Regions from separate parts of the Sus scrofa genome. Here region 2 is linked to region 1. The links are chromatin contacts, called in public Hi-C maps. All regions are on one chromosome and are shown on one strand. The core of a region is the stretch at or near the end of the contact, and the rest is flanking DNA. Distances in the headings are between cores, read along the strand shown. Region 1 overlaps DLC1 (rho GTPase-activating protein 7). Region 2 overlaps DLC1 (rho GTPase-activating protein 7).

Region 1 (4,413 bases), core at 590-3,089:
CCTTGGAATTTCATGCATAGTAAGTGGTTGAGGTTTGCCATGAGGACCATAGATCGTTGGTGATGGAAGAACACTCAAAACTGAAATATTTAAAGAAAAACAAAGGACAGATGGTTGCAGGAAAAAGATCAGGTAGGTGATTCTGTCATTTAAGTAAAATATGATTTTTTTTTTTACACTTTTTAGGACTGCACCTGCAGCATATGGAAGTTCCCAGGCCAGGGGTTGAATCGGAGCTACAGCTGCCAGCCACAGCCATAGCCACAGCAACATAGGATTGGAGCCATGTCTTTGACCTACATCATCACATCTTATGGCAATGCTGGATCCTTAACCCACTGAGTGAGGCCAGGGATTGAACCTACATCCTCATGCATACTAGTCAGACTTGTTACTGCTGAGCCACAACTAGAACTTCCAAAATAAGCCTCCTTTTAATCTAGCTAATTTTAAAGAAATGGTTAGCATTTCTTAGGAGGATGATTGGCTCTAAAATCTTTAGAAGCAGCTATTTTCTTTCATTCAGTAAATTTATGTGTTATCTCTTCTTTATCTTAATGGTGCCACTAGTTGTTTATCAGGAGCAGTGGTTGAATTATAATAAAGTGGAACTGAAGTTTTAAAAGTGTATCACCAAAACAAAAACATAACTCAAAATTTTTGACTTTTTTCCCTAAACTCATCATTAAATCCCCTGTGATGTGTGCATATTAAAAGTCCTCTATCAGTGCTAACTATCATTTTTATCTACTGGGTTTCTGGTATTGTAATGCATGATTAAAACAAACAAACAAACAAACAAACAAACAAACAGTTCCTGCCTCTTTTCACAAACTACTTAATAGTAAAGGAAGATGTGGTATATATACACAATGGAGTACTACTCAGCCTTATAAAGAATGAAATAATGCCATTTGCAGCAACATGGATGGAACTAGAGACTCTCATATTAAGTGAAGTAAGTCAGAAAGAGAAAGACAAATACCATATGATATCACTTATATCTGGAATCTAATATAAGGCACAAATGAACCTTTCCATAGAAAAGAAAATCATGGACTTGGAGAATAGACTTGTGGTTGTCAAGGGGGAGAGGGAGGGAGTGGGATGGATGGGGTGCTTGGGGTTAATAGATACTGACTATTGCCTTTGCAATGAAATCCTGCTGTGTAGCACTGGGAATTATGTCTGGTCACTTATGATGGAGCGTGATAATGGGAGAAAAAAGGATATATACATGTATGTATAACTGGGTCACCATGCTGTACAGTAGAAAATTGACAGAACACTGTAAACCAGCTATAATGGACAAAAATAAAAACCATTACACACACACACACGCATACACACACACACACATACACACACACACACACACACACAAAGAATAAGGTCAGTTGGGGTAACAGCACTGATTAGTTTTAAAAGATTTACTATTCTTAGCGAAAATTATCATCACTCTCTGAGACCTGTTGGAGTTTGGACTCATTCCATTTTCCCAATTTTCTCTCATTACAAACACAAACTCTGAGCTCCAGCTGGCTGGGCTGCTCCATTGCATCACCATGCCTTCTGCATTCCCACTAGCTGAACTTTGCCAACGCCATTTTCCTTGACTAGAAATGTCTCAGATCTTCCTTTTCAGTTTTTCACAGCTTTTTGTTTCGGCAGATTCTCTCTGGATCACTCAGCTCAGGTGACCTCTCTCAGCTCAATGTCTAGAATATCTTACCACTTGGCTGTTGCTACTTATCTTGACAAGCAGGCTGGAAGCTTTCTAAAGGATATGTCCTCAAGGTCTAGAACAAGGAAATCCTGAGCCAGCTAAATAGAAGAGGCCGGAAAGGCAGCACATATCCATATCATTTGTTTCCAGCCTTCCCTGCTTATCCCTGACCCTCAGCTGTCCAGTGGAGGGAGCAGAGGGAAAGAGGGTAAGGATGGGCTGACATTTGGCTGGACTTGGATTAACCTGGAGTAGGGATAATAGTTCCATTGAGGGGAAGCCAAGGACCATAGACTTACTAAAGAATTATTTTTATGTATATCAGTCTTTAGCAATATATGGCAGTGATTTTTTTCAGGGTCACTTGGGCTGTTTCTCAGATTCCAAAATTGCAAACAAAGTATGTTTGTATCCTTCCTCTATTTTCCTCTTGAACGCCTTCACTCCTGAGATCTCTTCCTTTTTCTTCTGACTCTCCAGAATCACCACTGCAGAATTCACTGCTTCACCTCCAAATACCCCTATCTCACAGAGGTCTGAATTCCTGTTATGGAGTGCTTGACAATACTAGCTGGGTGATTCCAAGATGAAGCTTAGGCCTGGGGGAGGAGGAGGGAGATACAGGGCTGTAGAGAAATCCATAGCTAAAACAAGAACCTGGTTTAAAATAAACATATCCTTATTGCATGAGAGTGGTGGGACAACCAAGACCTCCAGCTCTTCTTTGCAGAATCTCTGTTCTTTTTTTCTCCTCCTATCATGTCTCTGTATGGAATTATTTCCACTGCTTTGAAATGTTTTTTTTTTTTTAATTTGATTGAGCAATGACTAGGCTGGTTAATAGCAAATATGCAAAAGTATATGACACACTAGAGCATCTTGATGATTCTGCTTGTCCAATCAACTTTCCATATGTGTGCATCTTTTCTCTCATCTTGATCATAAACTCTCTGAGTGTAGTGTCTTAAAGAGTTTTATGAGCCTAGCACACTATTTGGTAAAAACAGATATTCAAAAACATTTCTGGTTATATTTATAGTAAAATATGACTTTTCTCTAGCCATTTAGTGTTATAATAATTTTCTTTAGCCTTAGGATTTTGTTTTGTGGTATAAACTTTGAAGTACATATTGATAATTATGTGCATGTGGAGGAAGAATAAATGGGAAACTTTCATTGACATAAACCAATGATCCTTAAACTTTAGTGTGGATTAGAATTCCCTGGAATGTATATTACATTTAAGATCCTTGTGAGTTCCCATTGTGGCTCAGTGGTAATGAACCTGACTAGTATCCAAGAGGATGCAGGTTTGATCCCTGGTCTCACTCAGTGGGTTAAGGATCTGGTGTTGGCAGGAGCTACAGTGTAGGTCATGAGCTGTGGTGTAGGTTGTAGACACGGCTTGGATCCCACATTGCTGTTGCTGTGGCGTAGGCCAGCAGCTACAGCTCTGATTTGACCTCTAGCCTGGGAACTTCCATATGCCATGGGTGCAGGCCTGCCTAAAGCTCCAAAAAAAGAAAAAAAAAAGATGTTGGGCCTAAGAGATTCTGATCCAGGAAGCCTGGAGGAATCTCGGCAAATGTTCTAGAAAAATTTGAGTCATATTTTAAGAAATTTTGCTGTGATCTTTTATTGATCTAAAGTAAACTTTTTATTTTTCATTAAAAAATATCATTTTTTCTTTCAATCAAAAATTATCAAATGTTCTTTATGGACAAGACATTAAAAGGTAAATCAGGCATGGATTTATTACATACTATGAAAAAATAACCCTTCATAATCATGATAAAGAGCATAAAGGGATAAAAACTTTATGAGAACTTCAAATAGAGCATTGAGAATTCTTGGAAAAAAGACTGATTTCAGGGTAGTGGAAATCTTTGAAACCTTCAGAGAGGAGGTATACATGGCAATTTGAGATACCATGAGAGGAACTTTTAGGAGAAGGCAATAGTATTAGCAAAGGTACTAAAACAGAAAGTGCAGGATGGGAGAGTGTGGAGAGTGCAGGCTCAGGACTCCATCCTGTGTTGGAGTCTCCAATGGTTGGAAGGGGACAAATTGGCTGAGAAACTAGGGCTGGAGATGGTGCACGCATAGCTTGACTGGGATGAGACTCCTAAGAGACTCCTTACTCCTATCTGTGTAAGGACAGACAAGAAAAGCAAATCCAAACATCAATGCCATGTAACTTCTCTAAGGCTTAGGAAGGAATTCAGCTGTAAACATTATTTCTTAATTATATTAGGTGTGATGTTAATGGGTCCTATGATATGAATATGTGACTTTATTTCTATGTACTCTATGATATTAATGTCTGTTCTTAGATGCAAAAAAAAATAAGACAAATCAGAAGATTAAGACAATATTAAAATCAATTAAAATAAAAATCAAAACACTGTCTACCTAAAGTATTTCTAAAATATAATTCCATAAAATTGACCAGATACTTATAGATATTTTTTTACCATCTACATCACTAATGTAGACACTTAAAGAAATATAAACCAGGCTAAATTCTAGAGAATCACAAAAACATGATGAGGTATTCCTTTGTTCTCCTTCCTCTTAAAAACAAAACAAAATAAAGCAAAGCCCCGAAACCCCTAAGGGTTAAATAATTTTACTAAAGAAAACAGAAAGGAGGTAAGCTGAAGTCATGGGAAATGGTAGAGAAAGAG
Region 2 (4,106 bases), core at 1,556-4,055, 71 kb after region 1:
ACTTGAACTATAAAGAACAAAGCTGTGTGCGTTTGTGGTATTTGCTTGACTTGGCTAAAGGAAACTAGGTACAAAGGTACGTGCTCACTTAACTCTTTCTGTGCTCTAAGTTCTCTGAAATTTGAAAGAAATTCCTACAGTTTGTTAATTATGAATTGAGTGTTAGCAGGGAGAAGCGTGTGTGTGTGTGTGTGTGTGTGTGTGTGTGTGTGTTTATGTGTGCGTGTGTGTGCATGTGTGTATTTTGCTCACAAACTTGCTTTTATATCCTCCCTTTCCCCTGAGATCTCTCCTTTCAGAACTTGGATAATATAGGGCTAGACTCCAGCTTCAGAGAAAAGAAGAGCTCAGGGGAAGCCAGAAAACACTAATAAAGTGGTTTCTGATTAGATTTTCAGATGACTCCTTGAACTTTGTGTGGGACGCCAGCCCACCAGCTTTATCTTCAGATTTGTTCCCCCCAGCTTGCTTCCCTCCTCACAAGGCGAACATTGTTTTCCCGTTTCCAGGTCTCTGGGTAATGCCATTCCTAGCTCCCCTTGTGTTTGGTGGCCCTAAGTACTGGCACAGAAGTCTCTAGGCTTATGTAGATTCCCTTTGTGGAATAGGGTTACGTGATTTTTAAATTTATCGCATACTAAAGACTTCTTTCTAAACCTTTCAAATATCAATCGAAACTAAACATCTTTCCCCTAATTAAATAAAAAATACATATTTTAAGAACATGTGTCTCATATTTCTAATTCATTGGCCTATAAACCATCAAAACAGTAAGAACTAATTGTTGTCAAAGAATCTCTTTTGAGTCTCTTAAAAGGCAATTGAAAAGTTTCCCCCTCCTATTTAATTAACCTCATATTTTGCCAAGGATTAAACTTAGTATGCTTGAGATGGGATGATAAGCTGGTGCCCAAAGACTTTCAACACTTTCTTCAATTGGGACAAATGTCCTCCTGTTCTGATAATTAATTTACATTTAATCCAATCTGCATTCCATTAGTATAATGCTTAGCCATCCAATTCCATTTTTAATTTCCATTTCTCAACCTCTATCCTATTACTAGCTTTCACAGTAGGTCAAGAGAGAACCCTGTAGAAATACATTTGTTGACATAAATTGAGAAAAATTACTTTGAGTTAAACTGATTACCTCTGTCCTTTAGAATTAGAAGCACACTGGGTGTAGAATCCAATCAGTCCAGTGCCCTATGTGGCTTGCTGATACCCAAGGTTATGTGGGAGGAGCAGATCCATCCTTTTTTGTGGTCTGTTCTCCTTCGTTGTAGGAGAACTTAGTGGTCTCAGCTCCCCTTAAGACACTGATATTTCCGGGATTCTCTGGAAGGTCAGTGAATCTGTGCCTTTATCCTGTGGAATCAGCCTGCAAACACAAGGTGCCTTGGAGCACATCACATCCAAATGCAAAAGGTGCCACAGATTTCACTTTTGAGAATCCAGGAGTCTGCCTTCCTCAATTAACCTCCTACAACACTTTCATTGTACACCACTGAGCAAGCAGCCTCGAGACGGTGTTGCTTCTGGGTTTCCAGACATGTGTCATTTCCACTGCATATTTAGTAGCACATAACTGCCTGAAGTGGGGAGACGGGAATGTGAGGCATGTCTCACTGAGGAGGAGGGTTTTTATATTTCAAAAAAAAAAAAAAATCACTCAACTGCTAATGGAAACGTCAACCTCCCAGCCCTATTCTTAAAAATAAATAAATACAAGGAGTTCCTCATGTGAGAGGCACATTAGGGACACAAGATATTCATTTCCATGAAGTCACTCACAGCAGGCCTGTCTGGAAAAATGCTTTCATCTTCTGTGAAGGGAGGAGGAATTGTACCAGCAAGAAGGTTTAAAGACCAAAACTTTGAAGTGGAGGGTGAAATGGGAAAAGTGATCCTCCGGTCAGGTGAATTTGGGCCAAACCAGATTAATTTCTACATTTCAATTCAACATGGGCTGCATAGAGACTACAGAGTCATGATTTGTAAGGAGATGCCTCTCGGTCCTGTCCAGCAGTGGGCACACGGGGTTTCCTACAGTTTGGTATGTCCACCATGACCCTGGGTGCAGAGGGCAGCTGAAGAAGTAGGTGCTGCACCGCTGGAGCTGGACAGCTCTGCTTTGAGCTGCTTCGTGGATTGTTGTCTACTTAAATTCACTTACTGCACATTCACTGAGCATCTGCTATAAACTGCTGGTACTATGTCAAGTGTGATCAGGTGATAGTGATCAAGATAGATGTGGCCTTGGCCTCGTGAAGGCTGTAGGCTCTGCAAAGTTCCCTGTGGGCTGTTGGGAGGTATGAGTGTGAACACCATGAATGGGGTTCCAGCACGCTCATATTGAAGATGAATAAACTGAGGTCCTGACAGAATCCCCCAAAGGATTAACTGCAAAGTTGGGAAACAGAATCTGGATGCCGTGACTTAGACTTTAGTGTTATTCCTCCTACGTTCAGAGCTAGGACAGGAAGAAAAGGCATAAAAAAATCTTAGAAATCTGCTCAACTCTAGGGGATGTGAATTTCGGTCCATGACTACATCTTATCTCTATTTCTGTTCATTCAAGTGCTCTCTCAAGATAGAATCAAAGCTCTTCACCCATTCTTGGACATGGAGAAGATCAGATACATGGGCCTTTTTCCTTCCAGACTGGTGTCTCCAACTTGCATTTGATCAGAGGTCATCTGCCTGCTGTTCGTTTCAGAAGCTTTTGCCTCAGTCCTTCTCCATTCAAGCAGCCCTTTCTACACAGCCAGCTCTCTGTGGAAACCTTGGGGCTCTCTTGCATTCTTTGCTGCCCTGCATCACTTCCTTCCTTCCTTTCTTGTAGGCACTGGGAATACTTTCTCTCCAACCCCCATTCCTGCTGCTGTTCACTCTCCCAGCCATGACCTTTGCCTCTTTCCCTTTCCTCTCTCTGTTTCCCTTGAGGCTCTGTTGCTGTACTTTTATACTGCTGAAAACCAGGATGTGGTGGGATAGAATTCAATGTGTTTTCCTTTTGATTCTGAGCTTCTGCCTTGTTTTCTCAATGTCTGCTTAAAAGCCCTCACTCTTTCTTTTCTTTTGCTTTTTTAACGGCTGCACTGTGGCATATGGAAATTCCCAGGCCAGGGGTCTAATCAGAGCTGCAGCTGCCGGCCACAGCCACAGCCACAGCAATGCCGGATCGGAGCCATATCTGTGACCTGCACCACAGCTCATGGTAACACTGGATCCCCCACCACTGAGGTAGGCCAGAGATCAGACCTGCATCCCCTTGGATACAAGTTGGATCCTTAACTCATTGAGCCACAATGGGAACTCTTGCCCTCACTCTTTAAAATGCTGTGTTTCAACTTTAGTCCCGAGCACTGGTCCTGCCTGTGGTGCCTCTTTCCCCTTCGCATCTGTACATATCTTCAGTCCTGTCTCTGGCAAGGTGACATCTGATCAGGCTTTTACATGAAAAAGGGCAACTTACAGTGTTTATGATTCAGGATGTGGAATGTTCCTTACTCAGTCTGTCCAGACCTTGACCTCCTGAAACGCACGACTCAGAGAATTGTTGGCATTGATCTTATGCTGTCCTTAAAGATCCTGTAATACATTCATCTCCTGTTCTTGGCAGCTGCTTACAGGTTAGTCCCCATAGCTCAGTCCTCATTAGGGGCATGATACAGGATGGAAGGAATGGGAAAAGCAACTTCTACCTACCAAAGAGTGTCCCATGAATTATTTCTTTGTACAATGTTGTTTATTATAGTGCAAAAAACCCAAAACAGTGCCTGTTTATTTTTGAGAAGAGATTGTTTTCTTTATACAGTTCAGCACATGGAGCACATGGACTTTCCTGTACCCTTTGAAATCCTAAAATCAGAATCTCCACAATCTAATTAACATCCTTTGTGGAAGTGAAACATTCTATGGTTTATTTTTATCTTCTGTGTATTCCTTCATCTGAATTCAACTATTTGAGGATGAATTTGGTGCTTGGCCTACCTGCCAACACCAGTGCAAAGAAGACAGGACAGAATTGAGTTTTGAGAGATTTTTTGAGTTGCATTTGCAAAGGAGGATGATATGATATTATTAGGACAAGAGCTTGGGAA

What was found. Hi-C and Micro-C count contacts between places; a contact is called where the count stands out from the background.
Region 2: a Hi-C map of liver shows a contact between it and region 1, with 3 times the contacts expected there. The contact joins two enhancer-like sites. A contact is called at or near these places in 5 of 47 Hi-C or Micro-C datasets (embryonic fibroblasts, liver and skeletal muscle) and 1 of 2 datasets of contacts at active chromatin or transcription factors (skeletal muscle).

The regions. Positions count from the first base shown.
Region 1 is chr17:1,350,007-1,354,419 of Sscrofa11.1, forward strand. The region is part of intron 5 of DLC1 (rho GTPase-activating protein 7); the gene reads right to left. Among named protein-coding and RNA genes, the nearest start is that of C17H8orf48, 260 kb to the right of the region's middle. Within about 2 kb of position 1,840, at least 6 of the 83 cell types and tissues checked have an H3K27ac peak or open chromatin away from gene starts, as enhancers often do. A contact at or near this core is called in liver, where this site is marked.
Region 2 is chr17:1,420,211-1,424,316 of Sscrofa11.1, forward strand. The region is part of intron 4 of DLC1 (rho GTPase-activating protein 7); the gene reads right to left. Among named protein-coding and RNA genes, the nearest start is that of C17H8orf48, 190 kb to the right of the region's middle. Within about 2 kb of position 2,806, at least 10 of the 83 cell types and tissues checked have an H3K27ac peak or open chromatin away from gene starts, as enhancers often do. A contact at or near this core is called in liver, where this site is marked.